Regions from separate parts of the Zea mays genome. Here region 1 is linked to region 2. Evidence: chromatin contacts called from public Hi-C data. All regions are on one chromosome and are shown on one strand. The core of a region is the stretch at or near the end of the contact, and the rest is flanking DNA. Distances in the headings are between cores, read along the strand shown. Region 1 has its middle 23 kb from the start of LOC103630071. Region 2 holds the start of LOC100273684 (Importin subunit alpha).

Region 1 (6,496 bases), core at 3,380-5,879, 160 kb after region 2:
ACCTTCGCACTTTTGAACTAATTCCGCCGCATCCGAAGCTGCCTTTGGCCAATAAAACCCCTGACGGAAAACTTTTCCAAGTAACGGCCTAGGTCCAATGTGAGATCCACACAGGCCTGCATGTATTTCTTTCATCAACTCTACGCCTTCGGTTCTAGATAAGCACTTGAGTAGCGGAGCACAAACTCCATGCTTGTATAACTCCCCCTCTATCATGACATATGGACGAGCTCTTGCCTCTATCCTTCTGTTATAAGCTTCGTCATCTGAAAGGAATTTACCCTGTAGGTAAGAGATGATTTCAGTTCTCCAGTCTTCGCTATAAACAGGAGATATATTGAGGATTGCTCTTTCAAGAAGTTCCACCGAAGGTGCTTTTATTGTTTCGAAGAACACATCCGAAGGTAAGGGCAGCCCCTGTGTTGCTGACTTAGCTAGCAAATCAGCATGCTCATTTTGTCCTCGAGGGATATTTTTGACAGAAAATCCCTCGAAGGAGACTTCAACTCTTCGAACCATATCCAGATACTTTTCAAGCTTCGGATCTTTAGCCTTGCAACTCTTGTCAATATGACCCGAAACAACTTGGGAATCAGTTTTAAGAATGGCCCTTCTGATTCCCATTGCTTTTAGCTTCCGAAGACCTAGAAGCAGGGCTTCGTACTCGGCAATGTTGTTTGTGCAACTAAAATCAAGTTTTGCCGCATAGCAAGTTTTAACTTTGGAAGGTGAGACCAACACAGCTGCCGCTCCCGCTCTGAAGGTTCCCCAAGACCCATCGCAAAACACTGTCCATGCTTCGGCGTCTTTATTTGTTTCTTCCTCCTGAGCCCCTGGCGTCCAGTCAGCAATGAAGTCTGCTAACGCCTGGGACTGAATCGAAGATCTATGAACATACTCAATACAAAATTCATTGAGCTCTGCAGCCCATTTTCCAATCCTTCCAGTAGCTTCTCGGTTCCTCATAATATCCTTCAGAGGTTGTGAAGAAGGAACAATTATGTTGTAAGCTTGGAAATAGTGCCGAAGCTTCCTGGATGCCATCAAAACAGCATATAACACCTTCTCTAATTCTGTGTAGTTTTTCTTTGACATACTAAGAACTTCAGATACGAAATACACTGGGACCTGCCTCTTGACTTGGCCATCAAGCCTCTCCTAGACAAGTGCCGCACTTACCGCTGAGTGCGAAGCTGCCACATATAATAACAAAGGAGCCCCTGGCGTAGGTGGAGTTAATGCTGTTAGATCTATCAAATACTGTTTCAGCTCTTCGAAAGCCTTCTGCTGGATTGGTCCCCATTGAAAGACTTCGGCTGACTTCAGCACTTCGAAGAATGGTAAGTTTCTCTCTGCTGATCTGGATATGAACCTATTGAGAGATGCCAACCTTCCTGTTAACCTTTGAGCCCCCTTTTTTGTAGTTGGTGGCTCCATCCGAAGTATAGCTTCAATCTTACTTGGATTAGCTTCAATTCCCTTTGTTGAAACCAAGCATCCTAGAAATTTCCCCTTCTTTACTCCGAAGACGCATTTTTCTGGATTCAACTTTAAGCCCGCTTGTCTAAAACTGGCGAAGGTCTCCTGCAGATCAGCAATATGATTCTCCTGTTTCGTGCTTTTTACAATGATGTCATCAACATAAGTTAGCACATTTCTGCCTATCTGAGACTGGAGAACCTTCGCAGTCATTCTGCTGAAACTTCCTCCAGCGTTTTTGAGCCCCTCAGGCATTCGAAGATAGCAATATGTGCCACTTGGAGTTATGAAGCTAGTCTTCGGCTCATCTTCCTTCTTCATCCAGATTTGATGGTAGCCTGAATAACAGTCTAACAGACTCATGAGCTCTGAAGAAGCTGCTGCATCAACTAAAGAGTCTATCCTTGGCAATGGGAATTCATCCTTCGGACAAGCCTTGTTAAGATCTGTAAAATCGATACACATTCGCCACTTGCCATTGGCCTTTTTTACCATAACAGTGTTAGCTAGCCATTCTGGGTACTTTACTTCTCTGATAACTCCTGCACTGAGGAGTCTTTTGACTTCGTTACGAGCACCTTCGGCCTTATCATCTGACATTTTCCGAAGCCTCTGCTTTCTGGGTCTGAAGGATGGATCGACATTGAGCGAGTGCTCGATAACATCCCTATTAACTCCACAGAGATCATTGGCTGACCATGCAAAAACATCTTTGTTGTTGAACAAAAACCTTATCAAGGTTTTCTCTTGTTCTTCGGATAACTGAGAGCCCAACAGCACCTTCTGCTCTGCTATATCCTCACATAAGAGCATGGGCTTCGGCTGATCTGCTGAAGCTGCTTTCTCCCTTCTGAATTTGTATTGTTCGCAAGCTTCAGCTCCATCTATGTTATGGATTGCTTTTGAGTCAGTCCAGTTTCCTTCGGCCCTTCTGGCAGCTTCCTGACTTCCATGAATAGCGATGGGTCCTTGATCCGAAGGTATCTTCATGCAAAGATAAGCAGGGTGAAGAATTGCTTCAAAAGCATTGAGGGTGCCACGACCAATAATTGCATTGTAAGGGTATTCCATGTCAACAATGTCAAACACAACTTGCTCAGTTCTAGTGTTGTTGATGAACCCGAAGGTCACTGACATGGTGATCTTGCCCAATGCTACAATTTGTCTTCCTCCGAAGCCACAGAGAGGATGTGTAGCATCATGAATCTTATCTTCTGGCTCTTGCATTTGTCTGAAGGCCTTAGCAAATATGATATCAGCTGCACTGCCTGTGTCAACCAAGACATTATGGACCAGAAATCCTTTAATAACACAAGAGATAACCATGGCATCGTTGTGTGGGTAATCCTTGAGCTGAAGGTCCTCTTGGGAGAAGGTAATAGGAATGTGAGACCATCTTGACTTGATGAAGGGTCCTTGCACCCCAACATGCTGTACCCTTCTCTGTGCTTCCTTCTTTTGTTTCTTGTTAACTGGCTCTGAGGACGAACCACCTGTGATCGGGAGCACCAGCTTCGGATCCGAAGCAGCTCCAGCTTGGTCGTTGAACGAAGCCATCAGCTTGAAAAGTGGAAGTGAGTTCACCGGAGGTGGGCGCCAATGTTGGGGACTTGTTCTCAAATGCTATGAATTAAGAACAAGGCAACATAAAATGTTAAATGTTAACGTCCTTCGTCCAATTCATGAAACATTATTCCCTTGAGGATAATGGGTCTTGGACGAAGGTTGATGAGAGTATAATTACGAAGCTTAAATCTTCGTAATAAAATTTCAATAGACATAAAATAAAAGGTACAAAAGGGGTAAATAAATCATAGACGAATTATATTATATTTACTTAATATGTTGAATCATTGAATACAATAATACCTCTGCCTTGGCAAAGGTTGAATTCCAGAATATGCGATTGCAATTACTAGAATGCGTGAACAGTAAAGGAATACTGTTCACTATTTATAGGCACAGGACGCAGCCTGTGAGGAATTACAAATATGCCCCTTATAAAAACTTACAACATTGACTCATACCTTTATGGACTAAAAGGTCATTCTATCTTTAAGTCGGTTTGTAATGCCGAAGCTTCACGAAGAGGAACCTTCGGTCATCTTATACAAACAGCTTCAGCTGAATACCGCTTCTTCCTATAAGACCTTCGGCGACGAAGCATAGGCCCAACACTCAGCCTCCTCGTATTGTATCGAAAGTTCAATTAGATGAGGAGGGGGCTACGATAGGATGGAAGAGATGCTTGACGATATACATCATGAGCTTCTACCCGTCGATTCCGAGAACCCCCCTCAACCCCTCGATTATGAGGATCCTCCTACGATGTGGTTCAGAAGTTCTTCGAGCTCCTTAAAGCTGCCAAAGAGTCGTTGCACGAGCACATCAAAGTGACTGTCCTTGTTTTCGTGACTTGACTTATGGCTATTAAGTCTAAGTTTGCATTCTCAAACAACTGCTACCAGGAGCTTCTGAACTTGTTTGCATCTGCATGCCTGAAAATGGTGCAATGGAGAACATAGAAGTTATGATGCGGAAATTACGCATGAGCACATGCCTTGTCATAAATATGGGCTATATCGGCCACTCGGAGGTTGTCCAATAAAGGGACAATTTCATCTCAACACACATCAAGCAGAAATTAGTCATGCATAGGTTCCATTTCTTTATATTACGATACATGCATTTACGCTAGAATCATCGAGCTATATTATATAATAAAATACACTTTCTCATGTGACATAAACCACTAATACAATATTTTATACTAATTAATATTATTTCGGGTGATAAATAATATGAAATGTTCTTATTGCTAAGGGATTAATAATTCCCTCGGAAATTACAAATTTAGGTTATCCATGGACCCCTAAATGAACTAAAACAACCTAATTAAATCATATAATCACATTTTGACCGTCGGAAATAACATACTAACTAATTTTTAATATACAAATGAATTAATTCTACATAAAATAACTATAATTAAACAATGCATACATGCAATTCTAATCTAAAAACAGAATACTCTTACTTAGCGATGGCGGTGGCATGTCGGTGATCGTGTGGAGCGGGTGGTGTTAGGGGACACGAGGACGGCGTATGCAGAGCGCAGTCCGAATTTGAAGGCACGTGGACGGTTGGCGGAGTCGGACTGCAGGAGCGCCTTGGACAGCGACACAGGACTGCAAATGGTTGGCGGCATCGGACCTTGGTATAGATGTCCAAACGTTCATGCCGGGCCGACTCGGCCCGGGCACGATTTGACCCGGCATGAAATGAACGTGTCCAAGGGCCTGAATCATATGTCGTGCCGTGCCGGGCTGGCCCGTGGGCTACAGTAGCCGGTCCAGACCCAACACGGCTAAGCTTACACGGGCCGGGCTAGGCCGGAGGCACGATGGGCTATTAGTGCCGTGCTCGGGCCCGAGCCCATAAATAGGTTTGTACTCAAAAAACATAAACAATTTCATACACAGATTTCTACACACATTTCAGTAATATACATAGAATTAATTAAAACTGGAGCCTTAGTGCAATGTTGCCTTGTTAAAAACCTTCCTAGGTAAAAACTCACACCTCGTGTGAAAACTCTAGGAAGAAAAAGAGTACAACCAGTTCCTTATAGAGTTATAGTTCAACTGTTTAAGTGCCCATTACAGTCCATTACATAAATCATGAGTTCAAGTTCTAATTCTCCTGTTCCTTGTCACTTCAACTCTTTCTTGTTCCTTTCTCTTGATCCCATAAACTGTTTCTTGTTCATCATCCAGGCACAAAGATTCAAAAGCCACTTCTAGTTCCTCACCTGTATGTGCAACTTCTATAGGTCTTAAACCAAGCAACCTCTTTTCTAAACACCAGTCACAATTAACAAAATGAGCAACTACACTTATGTAATCCTCTTTGGCCTTGCCAGACCAAATATCAGAGGTTAAAGCAACAGAGGATACATATTTTAAGACCTCAATTAGTTGTCCAGCACGATCATTAAAGAGTATAATTAAATCCCTTGCAGTTGTTTGCCTAGATGACTTAATGAACCTAGGATTATGAGCATGGGTAATGTATTCCTGGAAAGCATCTGATTCACCAAATGAAATAGGCAAATCTAATCTAGCAATCAAACGACAAAGCACAGATCGTGCAACACTAGCATAGTACTCCCATGTAATAACAGAACCATCAGTATTAAATCTAAGAACAGACTAGACAATGCCAGCTTTCTCCTTTTCTTTCTTAGTTAAGCAATGCATCGAGTGTCTGATCAAGTGCCCAGTACCAGAAGAAGACTTAGCAGATAAACTTTGCTTGTAGTAATGGCAAACGACATCGACTCTTACCTCCTTACCTCCCTCCATGGCAGTCACTTCTTCAAAGTCTTGCCAGACTTTGGACGTCAGTCCCCTCCTCCTCGAATGGGTGGCTGGGTTGGGGCGGGATCCAAAGCCACTGGTTGCCTCGATCGTGGGGCTCGTCGGCATGGATCCAGTCGCGGTTCCCGCTTCAACGACACCAGCACCAGCGACGAGGAACTGGAGTGCATCATCGGTTGTGTTCTCGTCTTCTAGCCTCCTCTCCTCATCCTCGACGATTGGGTCTAGCTCCTGGACGTCTCCAATGGATGACATCACCAGCGGCTAGCCCAACCCGTCACCTCGTCGACGTCTCCGGCTCCTCACGACGAGCGGCACCAACCAGATGGCCGACGTCCTTCACATGCAGAGAGGAGAGGGACAGGGACTTAGTGAGAAACAAATAATCGAAGAAAAACAAACGAAATCGAGGATTAGGGTTTAGAGATTCATACTTGCTCGCCGGAGCACCAGATCCACCGATGAGGCAACAAGAGGAGAGGAGACACGAAGACCAGAGCAAGTAGATCGAGGATTAGGGTTACAGAGAGGGTCGTCGGAGGGATAGGAGAGGAAGGATTAGAGCACCGGTCACCAGATCGACGGAACCGTCAATGACCGGCACAACGCACAGGCTCGCCGGCGAGCAGAGGGGAGCG
Region 2 (6,606 bases), core at 2,142-4,641:
ATTGACAAAAGAAGCTTTCACGTCTATTCACCAGCATGAACCCATATGGGCACCATGATTAATCTGCAACAATTTACAATGCTACCCAGGACAAGAAGCTTTCACATCTAGTCTAGGCCAAGGCCAGTATTGCACCTACATCACGGAATCAACAATCAAGAACATCATACAAGGGTAGACTAATTTGAACCAGTGTGATGGACTGGTGAAAACACACATTCTAATAACCAGAATACAGATAAATGTAGAAAAAAAGGAAAACATTAAAAAGAGGTCCAACATGCCAATTGAGTTTACCTGAGTCTGCATGTCGTCCCCAGTTACGATGTTACCCACCGTGCGCAGAGCTGGAATCAGTACAGAGGCTGAAGGATGCCTAAATAAAAGTTCAGGTGTTATGATCTCAATCATCTAGCATCATAAAACTTCAGAATGATACAAAGAGCAACATATATGAAAAGGAGCATTTGTAATTATACCCCTTTCTGGTCTTATGAAACCGGTCGAAAACGAATACTTATTCGAATATCAATTTTTTGGTCGTTTTTCTTTGATTGCGAATAAATAGCATATAGAATCTGTTGTACAAATTTGTATTCTTGTTTTTAACATTGATCTTAAAAATTATAAAAGATAAACCTCAAATTTATCATGTTTTCTCAAATGATAGATATAAAATTTGGATGCAGATACGTATACGAATTCTGATATTTGATTACCTTTTTGGGGTGTAGAGAGCAAATAATGCATAAAATACATTTATGCAAAAAAAAATATTCTTATTTGTAATAATGTGCTTGATAACATAAGAAAAGATCAGCATCAAATTTCATACGTACCTATTTTTAAAATATTAAATTTGTCTGAACTATTCGGATATCTACTTTCATACCTCCTTACAATTGTAATTTTACCCCTCATTTTTTAACTATGATTTTACCCCTCCATTTTGAAAATGAAGCTATGGCATACCCTTGCACCGTTACGTGCAATTGGCAGTGTTAATTCTGATGCGAAAAGACAAAAATGTGCATGCAATTTGTTGTGATTTTACCCCTCATTATATTATGTAATTGTGATTTTACTCCTATTTGGTTGCGCCAGTACAAAATAGGAAGGTAGTTCAAACCTTTCACCATTTCTTCTCATTTTTTATCACTAATTCTGATTTTCACTAACGACGTTGAGAGGGAGGGGCAAACGGTAGCTTCGTTTTAAAACAGATGGGTAAAATCACAAAGTTGAAAAACAGAGGGTAAAATCACAATTACAAGACCAACGAAGGGTATAATCACATTTGTCACTATAAAAATGCACTTACATCAGAAGTTCCACAAGGCGAGGGAACACGCCAGATTCAATAACAGCTTGGATTTTGTCATTAGTCCCATCAGATAGGTATGATAGAGCCCAACAGGCATCAGTTAGGACCTCCTCATCCTGAGAGTGGATAAGTTGCTGAAGTGCTGGCAATGCTGGTTTGACCTACTCAAGCATGAACAAAACAAACCAATATCATTTGAAGGACCAACTTTGGCCAAAACAACTGAAACAAATAATCCCAGATAGAAACCTGATCAAAGTTCGGTTGTGGCTTCCCACGGCAGAAGTTTGATAGTGTCCATGTGGCATTCCTCAGCATCGAGAGCTTAGCATGCTCATTAAGCTGTTGCAGCAAGGGGAATAGCCCACCATGGCCTAGCACCAGATCACGGCACTTTGGGGAGTCACCAGCAACATTACCTAAAGCCCATACAGCCTGCAAAACACAAAAAAAAAAGAACCTAAGCACCACTCTACATAAATCTCATATAGAAGAGTGTAACTATTGTAATTCAGTGCATGCCTGTTCACGAACATCCTCGCTATTGGAGTTGAGGAGCTTAACAAAGATGGGCACAGCACCACTCTCAACCACCACCTTAGTGTTCTCTGATGTGCCTGATGCAATGTTGGTGAGCGCCCATGCAGCCTCAAACTGCAGCATATGTTACATATAGCAAGTTGCTACTGATTAATAAGAGATAAAATGAAGTAAAGCCATGTGATTGATCAGGATGAGTGTTCCCAAACCTGGAGTTGTGGATGGTCCTCACGTGTAAGGAACTCAATGAATCGGGGCACGACTCCTGTGCTGATCACCTCTTCAATTGGGGGACTACGCTCTAGAGAAATTTGACGAAACTCACTCAGTTACAACTTAACTTTCACATAAGTTGCAGTGTGAATTAAGAAAGAAGTATCATGCACTCATCTAGATTTTCGCCAGCAAATGAGAACTCATCAATATTCACCAGCAAATACAAAAAAACACAGGATAATAACAGCTGCTATCTTGGAAGTACAAAAATATGAAAAGGGGCATGCGTCATGCAGCCTCTCCATGACCCTTTTTTAGACCATTCTCTCCGGTTTAAAAAATAATAATGAAACAAGTGTACATATATTATATATACATGGATGCAACAATAATGGCCAGAGCAGCAAGCAGAATACTACCGAAAAAAATAGAATAGTTGTTCATGAAATCAAATACTTAGGGAGCATAGCTTGTTTTCAAACTTCTGGGCATACATGTATGCACGTTGCAGAGGCTGAAGGGAAGGGTTTGTTTCTTTGAGGAGACAGTAAATTCAGAAAATTAGAGGTGCAACAGCTAATTTTGCCAGCTCGCAATCCACAAGTCAACCTTTACACGAGAGTTACCTGAAAACCCACAAATGACCATGCCCTCACGCATGGCCTAATACTACTCGACAAATCGCGCAAATCTCACCACCAAACTGTCCATCCGGAAAAGGTAACTGTACATAAGATCCGAACCTCACCTATGGAGAGCAGCTTCCTGAACTGCGTGGTGGCCTCAAGCTGCACAGTGGGGTCGTTGGAGTGAACGGCCTGTACCATCGCCGGCAAGCCATCGAGCTGCAGAAGAAGGCAAGGAGAAAATCAGATCCGAACCCGTCAGATCGAGTACCACCCCATCAGCCAAACCCTAACCAAGAAGGCGGATCAGATCGGAGCCAGAAAGAGCGAGCAAGGGGGCGCCGCACCTTCTGCTGGAGTGCGGTGGAGTGGCCCATCGGCGGCACGGCGCCGGCGGCGGGGAACCCATCGCGGCGCTTCTTCTGGAGGCTTTCCTCTCGCTTGGCCTTGCGGATGTCGACCATCTGGCCCTCGCGGCGGCGGCGGCTCTCCTCGGCGTCCACCGTCTGCTTGTAGTTGCCCTTCCGCATCTGCTCCCGCTCGCTCGGCCGGAGCGACATCGCGGCAAAACCCTAGAGGGACCCGGCGGTGGCGGGCGGGGAGTGGGAGCGTGGGCTGGTTCGCGCAGCCACGCACGCACGGCAAGACCGACCCGAGTACCCGACTCGATTTCGAATTGGGGAACGGGAAGGGTAAGAGGGAGTCGGAGATGGGGAGCTCTATATAGGCGGAGGCGGTGTTCCAACCGGGCCAGCAAACAAGAGAATGGGGGAGTAGGGCCAGACGTGCTCGTGGCTACCTCGGTTTATGGTGGGTCGTTTGATTTTTTTTTTTTTTTTACAGCAGGGTCGACATTATAGAAGATGTTTGATTTCTAAAAATAAAGTTTTAGTCTCTCTATTTTATTATATTTTAGTCTCTAAATTATTTAGGGTGCTTAATTTATATTGACTAATTTGTAGTCTCACCATTTTATTTTATTTTAGTCTCTAAATTATCCTGCAATTTAGAGACTATAATAGAATAAATTAAAATAAAGGCATTAAAATTAGTCTCTAAAAACCAAACACCCCTAGTTCGGTTCGTTAACGAGTCAGCTCGTGAGCTAAACGATCTATCACATTTTAGCAAAATGAAACTATATGTATATCATTTACGTAACAATTGATTAACATGTTATTTGTATGTGTCGTGTGTATGGCATATAAGTTAAATTAATGATTGATGAATTGTGTCTATATGTTAAATTAGTCTATATGAATATATTTGTGGGTTAAACTGATTAATATGAGTGTGAATTGTGAAATCATGAGTGATGAGTTGTGTTAATTTGCTATTACATTGATGTGATATGTGAAACTATTAGTATAATTACTATTTTCTATTATTAAATTAGTTTAAAATTAACTAGAAATCTATATATATATATATACTTTATTAATCTATTAAGAACATAATGTAGGCACATGGTGCTACCACGGCTTCACCCTCCTTGATGTTTAGACATAAACAATAACTAGGTATGTGCTTGTGTGTTGCCACGAGCGTAAATTAGATTGGGTGTGAGATATTAATTGACCTAATCCAATCATAGTCACATACCTAGGCGAGGGAGCGACACCTATGCTATAAATATAATTATTGTTTATTTCTAAACACTAAGTTATGTGTGATGGCTAGCCCCAAATTTCTAAAGTATGGTGCATGGGTTCGAGTGCTCGCTCTACACTATTTTTGCGCGTGGGTGTTGGGCGTGCGATGGGTCCAGAGCCTAGATTGTCAGCGCGTAGGATGAAGTCGTAGTAGCACTAGGTGTCCACATTAGCTTCTTAATATAGTAGTATATATTATATAAAAATAGTACAGAGCAAGCACTCGAACCCACACCCACTGCTCCAGAAAATTTGGGGCTAACCACTAGACCACACATGCATTTGTGTTTAGAAATAAACATGAGCATGACAAGCATCAATACCAACATCCCTACATCTATAAAAAAGAGACACGCTCGATAATAGATGTAGAGCATTCATTCAATTTAATTACCTTAGCATTCAAATCATCATTAGCAGACTTAAGACATTTTATTGAAGAATGACAACCAGGTAGCTATGTAGATAAATTCCATTGTTTTTAGTTTGTAAATCAAGGGCCTTTTCTACACTAAAAAACTATCATGTTTGAAAGTCGCCTAGAGGGGGTGAATAGGCAAATCTGAAATTTATAAACTTAAGCACACACTACAAGCCGGGTTAGCGTTAGAAATAAATGTGAGTCCGAAAGAGAAGGCGAAAACAAATCACACGCGAATAAGAGCGGATGACACTATGATTTGTTTTACCGAGATTCGGTTCTTGCAAACCTACTCCCCGTTGAGGTGGTCACAAAGATCGGGTCTCTTTCAACCCTTTCCCTCTCTCAAACGGTCACCTTGACCGAGTGAGCCTTTCTCCTTAATCAAATGTGACACTAAGTCCACTACAAGGACCACCACAACTTGGTGTCTCTTGTTTTGATTACAAGTGAGTTGAACATAAGAATAGAGGAAGAAGAAAAGCAATCCAAGCGCAAGAGCTCAAATGAACACAAGTATCTCTCTCACTAGTCACTATTTGATTGGAATGATCTTTGGACCTGGGAGAGGATTTGATCTCTTTGTATGTGTCTTGAATGAAATATATAGCTCTTGTATGAGGTTTGATGGCTGAAAACTTGGATGCATTGAAGTGTGGTGGTTGGGGGGTATTTATAGCCCCAACCACCAAAATAGCTGTTGGTGAAGGCTGCTGTCGCATGGCGCACCGGACAGTCCGGTGTGCCAGCCACGTCACCCGGTCGTTGGGTTCCGACCGTTAGAGCTTCTGACAGCTAGGCCACCGGACAGTCCGGTGGTGCACCGGACAGTCACTGTTCATTGTCCGGTGCGCCTTCTGGCGCTTGTCCTGACTTCTGCGCGCGCAGGCGCGCATTTATTGCTCGTTGTAGACGACCGTTGGCGCTGTGTAGTCGTTACTCCGCTAGCGCACCGGACAGTCCAGTGCTACACCGGACAGTCCGGTGAATTATAGCGGAGCGGCTCCCAGAATTCCCGAAGGTGGCAAGTTCTGAGTTTGGTTCCCTGATGCACCGGACAGTCCGGTGCGCCAGACCAGGACACACTTCGGTAGTCTTTTGCTCTCTTTGTTTGAACCCTTTCTTGGTCTTTTTATTGGTTTGTTGTGAACCTTTGGCACCTGTAAAACTTATAATCTAGAGCAAACTGGTTAGTCCAATTATTTGTGTTGGGCAATTCAACCACCAAAATCAATTAGGAAAAGGTGTAAGCCTATTTCCCTTTCAATCTCTCCCTTTTTAGTGATTGATGCCAACACAAACCAAAGCAAATATAAAAGTGCAGATTTGAACTAGTTTGCATAAGGTAAGTGCAAAGGTTGCTTGGAATGAAACCAATAATTATTTCTACTATATATGCATGGATGGCTTTCTTCTTATTTAACATTTTGGACCACGCTTGCACCACTTGTTTTGTTTTGCAAAGTTTTGGAAATTCTTTTTCAAAATCTTTTGCAAATAGTCAAAGGTATATGAATAGGATTTTGAGAAGCATTTTCAAGATTTGAAATTTTCTCCCCCTGTTTCAAATGCTTTTCCTTTGACTAATCAAAACTCCCCCTTAATGAAATCCTCCTCTTAGTGTTCAAGAGGGTTTTAGATATTAATTTTGAAGAGGGTATACCAATTTGAAATTATATCAAAAATAAGATACCAATTGAAAAAATCTTCTCTTAACACAAACTTGAAAGACTATATTTTTGAAATTGGTGGTGGTGCGGTCCTTCTGTTTTGGGCTAATACTTTCTCCCCCTTTGGCATGAATCGCCAAAAACGAATACTTGAGTG

Evidence for each region. Hi-C and Micro-C count contacts between places; a contact is called where the count stands out from the background.
Region 1: a Hi-C map of leaf shows a contact between it and region 2, with 6 times the contacts expected there. The contact joins the enhancer-like site here to the promoter of LOC100273684 in region 2. A contact is called at or near these places in 2 of 25 Hi-C or Micro-C datasets (endosperm and leaf).

What each region holds. Positions count from the first base shown.
Region 1 is chr6:138,463,377-138,469,872 of Zm-B73-REFERENCE-NAM-5.0, forward strand. No RefSeq gene overlaps it. Among protein-coding and RNA genes, the nearest start is that of LOC103630071, 23 kb to the left of the region's middle. Within about 2 kb of position 4,630, at least 13 of the 20 cell types and tissues checked have an H3K27ac peak or open chromatin away from gene starts, as enhancers often do. A contact at or near this core is called in endosperm and leaf, where this site is marked.
Region 2 is chr6:138,303,607-138,310,212 of Zm-B73-REFERENCE-NAM-5.0, forward strand. LOC100273684 (Importin subunit alpha) reads right to left here and starts at 3,392. Exons shown (of 11, transcript NM_001148096.1): 1 at 3,054-3,392; 2 at 2,829-2,925; 3 at 2,074-2,165; 4 at 1,847-1,978; 5 at 1,574-1,759; 6 at 1,322-1,485; 7 at 298-376. The coding sequence starts at 3,266.